3 separate regions of the Sus scrofa genome follow, and regions 1 and 2 are each linked to region 3. A link is a contact called in public HiChIP or PLAC-seq data. All regions are on one chromosome and are shown on one strand. Each heading gives the region's core, a stretch centred on a gene start, on an enhancer-like site or on the middle of the called end of the contact. The rest is flanking DNA. Distances are from core to core; before and after follow the strand shown.

Region 1 (3,571 bases), core at 746-3,245, 230 kb after region 3:
ATCTTGTGTGCATAGAAGCAGTGGATTATATTGTAAGCCTACCTACCAACATCTGCAAGGTCTTGGTGCCACATATTCTTGCACACATGTGTAAGCTGTATGTGCATGTGTTTACTATACATGAGTGGGGGTAGTGTTGGAGGTGGATCTTGGTTTCAGAGAGAAGGTGAAGCCATACTCTCATAGGTTTATTTTGCATCATTTCTAGGTTCTATAAGTACCTGGAGGCTTAAAAACAACAACAACAACAACAACAACAACCAAATGTGCTGTAGATGTGCAGAACCTTTGTAGTTCCTTACAGCTATCAGGTGAGCTAGAGAAGGTCACTGCCTATGTCATACCAACCATGGCTGGTTTCTGACATGGACAAACAGTAATTGTGCTTGAGGTTGCAGTAGACCCTTACCCTGGATATACAATTTTGAGGCCATAAACTAAAGGTTCTCGTGAATGTTATATCAGCTAATGTGTACAGTTTATAAATAACATCTTAGTAAAGACCAAGATGAGGAAGCAGCATAATATAGCAGGAAAGCAAGACTGGACATTTCTGGGTTTGAATATCACCTCTGCCTTTTAGGGGGTATGTGACCTCAGGTGAGCTCTCTAGCTCCCTCTAAACTTGTCCTCATCTAAAAGGGGAGACCTGAAGTTCCCGTTGTAGTTCAGTGATAATAAACCTGACTGGTATCCTTGAGGACATGGGTTCGATCCCTGGCCTTGCTCAGTGGGTTAAGGGTCCAGGGTTGCTGTGAGCTGTGGTGTGGGTTGTAGATGTGGCTTGGATCCCCTGTTGCTGTGGCTGTGGCATAGGCTGGCAGCTGCAGTTCCTATTCAACCCCTAGCCTGGGAACTTCCATATGCCACAGGTGTAGCCCTAAAAGAAAAAAAATGTAGGGAGGAGACCCTGGTTCTAACTGGGGGTGGGGCTTGGGAAATTAATGAAATACTGGATATATAGTCCCTAACACATCAGTTGCCTAAAATAGCTACTTCCTAAGTGTAGTCCTTTTTCTTTCTTTCTGTAGACATTTGAATTAAATATGTCATGTTGGGTCAATTGAACAACTCATATTTCTAGAAAAATCATGATCCCAGATTTTATTTTTTGGGATTGCATGCTTTTCATAAAGTCTTTTGGAAAAGGAATCTGTGTGTTGTTTTGCCGATTTCTTCATTCAGCATTTGTCAGTTCTTGTTGCATGCTAGCTTTCCTGAATGCTAGGTGTTCTATCAAGAGAAATCAACAATTAAGAGAGAAATGACTGTAGAATTTTGAGTTCCACAGGATGTGCATTGCTGAGGCCCTGGAGAAGCATAGAAAAGGGACCTCTGAACCGGGAAAACTCTCAAGCCCTTAAGAGGTGCTCTCTTGGTCTTGTTTGGTGTTTTTCAGAGATGTTTCATTTCTGATGTTTAATTTAGCCAGACCTCTAAATATCCCCTTTCCTTCTTTCTTGAGACATACAGGTGCCTGGCCCGTGGCATACAAAGGTTCCAGGGCTAGGGGTCGAATCAGAACTCTAGCTGCAGGCCTACACCACAGCCACAGCCACAGCAATGCAGGATCTGAGCCGAGTCTGTGACCTGTACCACAGCTCACAGCAACATTGGATCCTTAACACGCTGATTGAGGCATGGGATGGAACCCGAATCCTCATGGGTACTAGTCGGATTCGTTACCGATGAGCTACGACAGGAACTCCAAGACAAAACAGGTTTTGAAGGCTCTCTTGGGTTAGAGCCTCCATTTCTTGATCATTGATGTAGTACTGCTCTCTTTTTGGTCATCATTCCCTTTTGTATCCCTAACCTGAGAGTGTCGTGGTCCAGAGGAGGGCCCTATGTGGCTTGTTAGGATGACGTGGCCTGTTGTTTCTGATGATTTTTCTGATGGCTGCTTGCTCTTAAGCTTGTTGGCCTTTTAGTGTGAGGAATCCTCTTGACAAGTGGGAACTGGCGATGAGGTCAGTGCTGATTACATAACCCTGTTATTGGACAGTTATGTGGAGCATCACAGTCAGTGGAAAGAGAAGCAGCTTCTGAGGACACAGAGGGGAGGATAAATTATATCTGGTATTTGTTGGAGTATTTTTGCCTGTGGATATCTCTGCCTGTGAATTACAGCAGTTTAAGCTCACAGAAGTCACACCTGACATGAAGTGCGAGTTTAGGAATCCAAACATTTTGGGAGGTGCAGCATCTCAGCTCTGCCACTGAGAACCAGGCTCTTTTTGACTTTCATCCTTTGTTGTCTGACTTTTGTCTCCATGGTGATAAGATGGCTCTCCTCCTTCCAGAAGCTATTCCCAGGAAAGAGGAAGGGAATATGTTCCTATCTTGATTGCAGACTTTCTCAGAGCCTTCTTTCTTACATCTTCTTGGTCAAATTTGTGTCACATGGCTACCCTTAGTGCAAGCAAATCTGGGGAACAGACCATCTTAGCCTGACGTATTGTCCCCCAGAAGAAAATCAAGGTTGTGAATGTTGGTTAGACAAATAGCCATAACTGCCTTACCTGGGGATTTTATTTTTGTCACTTTTTTTTTTTGCTTTATTTTTAGGGCCACACCCGAGGCATATGGAAGTTCCGAGGCTAGGGGTTGAATCAGAGCTGCAGCTGTCGGCCTACACCACAGCCACAGCAACTCGGGATCCGAGCTGTGTTTTTGACCTACACCACAGCTCCTGGCAACACAGATCCTTAACCCACTGTGCGAGGCCAGGGATTGAACCTGCATCCTCATGGATACTAGTCAGATTCGTTTCTGTTGCACCACAACAGAACTCATTTTTTTTTTTTTTTTGTCATTTCTAATGACCTTTGGCTTAGATTTCACAATGTGGGAAGTATTAGTTGCCACCTTTTTACTGCTTGTATTTGGCAAACATTTCTTAAATGCATAAGACCTTAAAATATACTATTCCCAATGTAATAAAACTTGACCTCAAATTATGGCTGCTTGAATGAAAACTATGTGAGTGTCCATGTAAGCTAATGGAAGTGTCTCTCAGCTCCTGGAATAAGTGGCTGGAACTGAGATTTTCAGAATGTAAAAAACCAAGATTTGTTTAGCTGACCTCCATCATGCAAGTCTTTCATAATTATTATCCACACACTCCCTGCTCTGATCCTCAGTCCTTTCACCCATAAACGTGGAGGCCTGCCTTGTACGGCTGGGTTGCTCTGGTTTTCCCATAAAACTCCCTCTTCCAGCTTTTATGTGCTTATCCACTAAGTCAGACAAATTTCCTTTTCAGAATTTGGCGTTGTTTTTTATTGGAAAGGAAGCTGGTTGTTTTAGGCCAGGAAAACTTGAAAAAGAAAATTGAAAACCATCAACCACTTTTTTTTTCTTTCTTTTTTTTTTTAATCCTCCAATTTCCTATTAGGTTTCAGCATTGGGAGGACTTGTGCATGTTCTGGTCAGAGGGAGGCAGAGTTTGTCCTTACCCTGGTTCATCTTTGAAGCAGACTTGGCACAGTTGGCATGTAGTCTTCCCCCAAACCATGATAACAAATCTTGCTTTTTACTTTATGTGTAGAGTCAGATTTCCAGTAGTGGT
Region 2 (3,669 bases), core at 996-3,495, 200 kb after region 3:
CTTTTATGAAAGTTCATGTATGTAGCAAATTGGGGGAAAACTCAAAGCCCAAAGAAAGAAAACCTCTCTATTTTGTTCTCCTTCCATCGAAAATTGAAGTTTACTATTTTTCTATACTTTGAATTTGGACATAGCCACGTGACTTTTTTCGGTCACTAGGACATTAGCAAATCGAGGTAGGAAATGCTACTTTTACATCAGGGCTTGCCCTCCCTTGATCTTGGGAATCAAAAGCTTACCATATAAAGAAGCCATAAGGAGAAAACACCCTGCCATCCTAGCCATGGGGATGAGGCTCCAAACTTCATGTCTCCAGCTCCATGAATGGAGCCAGCAGAAAACAGCAAACAACTGTTGATTCCATGAATCCTTGCTGCTTTAGGCCACCGTTTTTGGTGTAGTTTTTACACAGTAAGGGCTAACTGACACATTATACTTGGGAGTGTTATATAGTAAGTTAAATTCCACTGTTAAAAAAGTCAAGACACAGAGATGACAGCTTCTAGCTCATCCGTCTATGGGTGATACACAGGGAAAACAGGAACATAACACAGGAAGTTCTCCAGAACTGGGTCTGAAACTAGCTACACTACTTATTGGCTGTACAAGCAGTTGGCTGGGGCAAACTGTTTAATCTTTCTAAACTTTTGTTAAAGTAGAGAATAAGCCTAAATACTGACCCAACCTCCAAGTCTGATCTGAGGGCCAGCAACATCAGCATGGCAAAGGGAGATTGTTGGAAATGCAGAATCTCAGATTCCATCCCAGCCCTGCTTAATCAAAACCTGCACTTTAACAAGATCTCCAGGTGACTTATGTGCACATTACAGCTTGAGAAAAGCTGCCATAACATCCTGACATCACTCAAGATCACCACATCTTGAAGACCTCTGAGCAGTGACAAGCCCCACGGCTCTTCCCTGGGATCTTGTAGGGAAACTCCTCCTTCTAGGCGATTTTTCTTGGCTTCCTCAACATGCAGACAGGCTCAGCCGCCTCCAGCTTTTCTAAAGGCTCAGTTGAGGAACTGTCAGCGGGCCCTCAGCCCCCTCCGGCGGAAGGATGCCCAAGTGGGTAAACTTTTAACCACCCTCCTCTTAGCCCTGCCTGGAAAAGGCCAGGATGTGTCAGAGGAACGAGGCTTTTGCATCTACAACTGCCTCTAGACTAAGGGCCCGGCGATTGTTTGTGCCCACCTTCCCTCTCCACTTCCCACCCGCACTTGCCGCCAGGCTCCCTCTTTCCTCCGGTCTAGCCGGACCAGCTCAGGCGGCTGAGCATGCCCAGTTCGGCAGCGAGCATGGCCCCAGTCCCCAATGCGCAGGTGCCATGTCTCCGGGTTTTGGTGGCCGCCGGCCCCGAGGAGGAGGCGGAGTGGCCTCAGGGAGGAGGAGGAAGCCCTCCTGGGAGGGAGTCCTGGAGCGGCACGTTGTTAGGGTCCACACAAAGGGTGATGCTAAGCGGAATGCTGTTAGGGTCTGAATGCGAGGGTGACTCGGAGTCACCTGCGGGCCGAGTCATGGCAGAAACGAGCCGGAAACTGGCTGGAGCTGAGCCCTAGCAACCCAGGGACCAAAGTCTGGGGGGCTTGCGACTCTGAGATTGCACTTAGGGGAAGACTTTTTGGAACCACTTAATCTTTCTGTGGCTCAGTTTAAGCCTGGGATGGGGTGGGGGAGTAGTACCTGCTTTGGAAGATTGTTTTAAAGGGTTACAGGAATAAAAAGCGGCTGGAACAGTGCCTGAAGCATTGTAAGCGCTTTATGTGTTTTTTAAACAGAATATAAGCAAATAAACGACCCCACACCCCCGCCAGCGGCTTTGGGGCATCAGCTTTTGCCAGCTTTGACCCAGCTCCACTCTTTACCCCTCACCCTTGCTCCAGGGCCCATTGCCGGCTGCCCATCTCCCTTCGGAAGAGGGTGCACCTCCCACCCCTACAAGTGCTGCCCGCGGCGCCACTCTGCACGTCGCCCGACCCCAGGCGCGGGGCACTCGCGGGAGCGCTGGGACCCGGGGCGGGGGTGCGGCCGGGGAGACCCCCAAGCAGCGCGCCTCGGGGAGGCTTCCCTGGACGCCCCACCCACCGTCTCCCAGCGCTGCCTCCACCCTGCCTGGCCGCCTCCTCCGGCTCGAGGCCGCCCCTGCCCGCCTGGCGCCCCCTCCCCGCCCCGCGGGCTCGCGGCCGGCCCGGCCCCTGCCCACCCCCAGCCCGGCCGGGCGCGCCGCACTGGGCATGCTCCGTAGCCCGGGCAGGTTGGGGCTGCGAGGCGACAGCTCGGGCTCTGAAGCCGGGAGGCGAGAACGAAGAGGGAGACTGAGGAGCTGGGGAAGGAGGGAGCAGCCGGCCGCTAGGCGCGGCGGGGCCCAGAGCTGGGGCACACCGAGCCCGGCGGGCGGGCGCAGCAGGCGGGCGCTGCCCCACGGATCGGCCGAGGCGCACCCCGCGGAGACCCCAGCCTGGGGCTGAGGTGAGGACCGCGCGCCGGGAGGCGGGGGGCGGCGCGCGGGGGCGGGCGGGGGGCGGGCCCGCGCGCGCCGGGAGGGGGTCGGCGGCCGGCGCTTTCTGGGGGAGGGGGTTGGTGGCGCCGGGAGCTGTAAGTGAGCCGCACCGCAAACAAGAGCTCTCTCACACACACAAGCGCGCACACTGGCGCGCGCACCCACTGGGTCTCCAGGCGGCTGCCGTGTCCGCATCCCCGGCAGCGGCTCCGGGCAAAGTGACAGGTAGGAAAAGGCATTCCGGGTCCCACCCGAGGATGCTCCCGCCCTCCCGGGCCCGCTGGGCTTGTTTGCTCCCGGCGGGTGAGTTCCGGACGCGCGCGCGCGCACCCAGATGCCCTGCCCCGGAGCCGGTGCAGGTGCCGGTGCCAGGCGGCCGGCGCGCGCGGGAGGCGGGGGGCCCCGCCGCCACCCCCTCCCCCTGTAGTCAGTCTCCTGCTGGGTTTCCTTAGACTTGGTCCAGACATTCGCCGCTTCTCGCCAGAAATAGCTCGGCTCGACGTGTATATGATTATTTTGGTTGGAAATAGTTGGCACCGTGCAACGCATGTAAATGTGTATGCGCGCGGATGTTCTTACTTCTTCGGGCGGGGGAAATAATAGAAATGATTGACCATTTGCACTTAAAACAACACTGACAGGCCAGCACTCTTTGGGGGCCGTGTTCTGGCCTCCTAAGAGCAAACAAATGATGAAGACGAAAGGTTGTCTTATTTTCAGAATTTTGAAGTTGCCTTCTCCTTAGCTGGTTAGATCCTGTCTATGTACTTCTGACTGGAGACTTTGTAGGCAGTACTGTTTAGAAGTATGGAAACACGGAGTTCTTCAATTTTCAAGTGTGTCGAAGTGCAAGTTTATCTAGAATCATAAACCTGTCATAAAAATTAGCATTTTTTTCTAGAGAAAAATGCAAATGCACATTATGGTTTTATAAATATGCATGTGTTTAAGAGATGATCCTTTGACTTTTTTTTCCCCCTTTTAACTCTTGTAGTGATTCTACGTATTGCTCTAAAGCACATGTTTGAAATTTAATTTTGGCCAAAACGTTCATGGAAGATCGCCATTTTTTTTTTTTAAATGTGATACATGGTGTCTGTAAATTAAGTTGTATATGTTTGGAGATAGCTGTTTAGTAATTGTTTAGTTGGCAGTAATGTCATTCAA
Region 3 (3,535 bases), core at 566-3,065:
TCAATTACTGGATTCCTCTTTCTGTGGTACTGACATCAGGGCCATGTCCCAAGGAGCAGAGGAGATCCTCACCCATGCAGGACCCTAGCAGGCTATAGCCTAGCCTTCTCGGTGTGAGCCTGGGAGTCCAGGAAATCCCCCTCCTCACCTTTCCCTTGCTCTCCAGAGAGTCAGACCCAGGCAAAGAGCAAACTGCAAATAAACAGGCACTTCTTTTTTCTGGGATGGATGGGTTAAGTGTACGAAGGAAAATGGGAAAGTGCCAGAAGTCACCAGAAACCTCCAAATCATTGTTTTCTTTCTGATTCCCCCCACTCTTTCCCCTCTGTGTCATGTTTCTTGTTTTCTTATACTCTTCGCCCGACATTTCTACCTCCCTAGTGCCAGATATCACAGGCAGAGGAAGCTTAATACGCCAGCATAATTACATCCAAGCAGCCCCTGGACAGCCCCCAGGGTCCTGGAAGTGAGTTCTGACTTTACCAGGACCCCCAGGGAGTGGCCACTGTGCAACAGTCCATAGAGCAATGAGGGGAATTTGAGGACCAGAGAGGCAAGATGAGCTGGTTATCCCTGATAACAGCCTTTACCAACCACAGGACTTTAAAAATGCCACAAAAATACAGATACATAGGAAAGTTTCTGAAATTATCTTACCCGGGGGGGGCAGAAAAAGGGCATTTCAAAGAAACAAAGGGCATACAAGACATAAAATAAATTATTAGTCCATAGGTAAGAGCCTGGGAGAAAAAAAAAATGAAATGCCCAAGTCATAAATGAACAGCTTGATCATTTTTTAAAAAGATAATGAAATTATCACTTAAATCAAGATGCAGAATATTACCAGCCTCCTTGCACTAGTCCAATCAATACCACCTCCATCGTAAAATAAACACAGTGCTGACTGCAGTCAATATAGAGATTTTTTTTCTAGAAGTTTGGGCACTCTCTATTAAGAGGATCATACAATCTGTAGTCTTCTGCATCTGGCATTACTTATTTGTTGTATGTAGTCATGGTTGGGTTTTTCTCATTGTTATACAGTATTTTAATACATCACAATTTTATTTTCCCATTTCACTGTTGATAGAAACTTGGGTTGTTTCCAGTTTTTGACTATTGTAAGAAACGCTGCTACAAACACTTGTACTACAGTGAAAAATGTGAAGACCTAAAGATAATTGCCTCAAAATTATAAATTCAATCCAGGCAAAGGAAAGAAAACAATCCCTCTTCTGTGTGAATCTCTTGAACAACGACACCCAAAATGGGATATTTTTTGCCTCTGCGACAATTTCCTGTGCGGAGACCTTTTATAAGATGGTGTGGGCTCCAGCCAAAGCGTTATTCTACAGAGAAAATGCTCTTCCAAGCTCTAAACATTTACTTGTCATAAAGTGTTTCTAGTACAGGATCTCTTGCTTCTTAAAGTTCACTCTACGCCACTGCACTTTTTGAAAGACCTACACTAGTGACTGTTTTGCAAACCGAACAAAATCCTAAGAGGATTTCCACTTTGGAAAAAAACATGAGAACAGTGTTCAGCATCTGTTTGGCGGCGGACCCCAGGCTGGGAGAAGGACACCGCCAAAATCCTTCCTTGGGAATAACTCTCAGCATCACAGCATCAGGCTCCCAGAGCTTTCAGCTGTTGTCTGTGAGCATCTGTGCTTTATCTCAGTTTATTTTGTGCATCCATTAGCAAGATGTGTCCTTAGGAAACGGCTTCTTCACTTTAGGCCATGTCTGCTTACAAAGGTTCCCTAGGAACGCTCTACTTTCAGAGAATGGGGGAAACCTGCAGGGTAAGGTACCATTTCACCACTAGAGGGCAAGGGTGACTTCGCAGCACTTGCCTTTGCCAGAACTGTAGTCAAAATGATGAATCACGGGGAGGCAGAAACAAGAAGCCAGAGAGAAAAGGGGTGAGTACTGCAAAACAAAATAAACACTCATAAGCTTAAACTTTCCTGGGTAGGGAGGGTATGAAAAAAAAATCACCCATGAGCCACTATCTAACTTTCTTTCTGTCTTTCCTTTCCCCTTCCCATTTTTAAAAATCGATTCCATGGTCCTCAGTTATTGAAACTACCACTCCGCAGGGTGGGACTGAGTCAGATCTTAGAGGGCATTTTTCAGCGCAACCTAGAGCCTTGGTTAGGGAGAGAGGGAGGTTTATGTAACCCCCAAAGCCTCAGGGGTGCTCAGCAACCAACAGGGAGTCCTGGCACCTCCTCTTCCTTACAAGTCATATTTCTTCCAGAAATAAAACCAGAGTGTTTACTAAAATCAAGGCACTGGTGGGTAAGGCTGCCAGCTACCCCACCTGTCCTCCCTTCATCCCCTCTACCTCCTACAAAGTTCCCCAAGATCACCAATCGAGATGTGTTGTCTTTGGCAGGGTTAGGAGAGGTCGGGAAATTCATTATGAAGCCGAGTTGCCTTTAGACTATTTATAATAAATTTCTACTAGAAAAGGACATTTGGCTGACAACTGTTTTCTTCTGCCTTCGCATGACCAAATACAGTAAGAATTCAAAATGAAAACTGAAAAGCAAGGAAGAAAAGCCTACAGCTGGAGCAGTCTGTTTTCACATCTCACGCTGACAGATGACAAACTCGGAAAGGAGCCCCCTGTGTATTCTCTGTCCCCATTCTTTCCTCCTGCTTCTCCGAAGAGCTAAGAAGCCTTCTCTGTTAGCCAAGACTCCTTTGCGCTGCAGCTTAATTTTCCTGGCGTAATTTTAACTACAGATCATGTCTACAGTGCAGCAATTAATGGATAGCCTAAAGACTTATTATTTCAAACTAATTGATATGTAGGAAAAGTTTAAATAACATAACAGAGAAGGGGAAATTTTAAATGATGTGTGTGCACCGTGAAATTTAGAATTTCTCTCCGTTTTGGAAGTCGCGAAAACAACTGATTAATAAGGGGATGTGACCAAAATGTAGAATCGATCTGAAAATCTTTCCCTGTTGATATTCTTGAGAAGAGAGAAAGATTAGAAGAGAGGAAGATTAGACATTTCAGAAAAAGGGGGTGGGGAGTAGGTCCTCCCTACCCACCTCCCACAGCCTAACACACACACCCCCCCCAGAATGAGGGGATTGTCTGATTGATAAATAAATAAATAAAGGGAGTTCCCACTGTGGCTCAGCAGTAACAAACCTGGCTAGTATAAATGAGGATGTGGTTTCAATCCCTGGCCTCATTCGGTGGGTTAAGGATCCGGCATTGCCATGAGCTGCAGTGTAGACATTGCTGTGTCTGTGGAATAGGCCGGCAGCTACAGCTCCAATCTGACCCCTAGCCTGGGAACTTCCATGTGCCATGGGTACAGCCCTAAAAAGACAAAAAAAAAAAAAAAATTATCTGAAGAAAGAATACTCTTCAAATGGAAAAGAACAGGAACATTTTAAGAAGAGATTGAGACCTATGATGCTAGACTATGTCGGCAATATTTTCAACATCAGAGCTCAGAGTTTGTAAGGAAACAATTCATAGCAATCATAAACTACAGAGGAGGAAACC

What was found. HiChIP or PLAC-seq counts read pairs in DNA pulled down with a chosen protein or histone mark.
Region 1: a contact with region 3 is called in an H3K27ac HiChIP or PLAC-seq map of skeletal muscle. The contact joins two enhancer-like sites. A contact is called at or near these places in 2 of 2 datasets of contacts at active chromatin or transcription factors (alveolar macrophages and skeletal muscle).
Region 2: an H3K27ac HiChIP or PLAC-seq map of skeletal muscle shows a contact between it and region 3, with 3 times the contacts expected there. The contact joins the promoter of PLCB4 here to the enhancer-like site in region 3. A contact is called at or near these places in 4 of 47 Hi-C or Micro-C datasets (embryonic fibroblasts, heart right ventricle, skeletal muscle and 1 more) and 2 of 2 datasets of contacts at active chromatin or transcription factors (alveolar macrophages and skeletal muscle).

The regions. Positions count from the first base shown.
Region 1 is chr17:17,943,451-17,947,021 of Sscrofa11.1, forward strand. The region is part of intron 1 of PLCB4 (1-phosphatidylinositol 4,5-bisphosphate phosphodiesterase beta-4); the gene reads left to right. Among named protein-coding and RNA genes, the nearest start is that of PLCB4, 29 kb to the left of the region's middle. Within about 2 kb of position 1,996, at least 14 of the 83 cell types and tissues checked have an H3K27ac peak or open chromatin away from gene starts, as enhancers often do. A contact at or near this core is called in skeletal muscle, where this site is marked.
Region 2 is chr17:17,913,739-17,917,407 of Sscrofa11.1, forward strand. It overlaps PLCB4 (1-phosphatidylinositol 4,5-bisphosphate phosphodiesterase beta-4), which reads left to right and starts at 2,246. Exons shown (of 40, transcript XM_021077453.1): 1 at 2,246-2,471.
Region 3 is chr17:17,710,951-17,714,485 of Sscrofa11.1, forward strand. The region is part of intron 32 of PLCB1 (1-phosphatidylinositol 4,5-bisphosphate phosphodiesterase beta-1); the gene reads left to right. Among named protein-coding and RNA genes, the nearest start is that of PLCB4, 200 kb to the right of the region's middle. Within about 2 kb of position 1,816, at least 22 of the 83 cell types and tissues checked have an H3K27ac peak or open chromatin away from gene starts, as enhancers often do. A contact at or near this core is called in alveolar macrophages, skeletal muscle and subcutaneous adipose tissue, where this site is marked.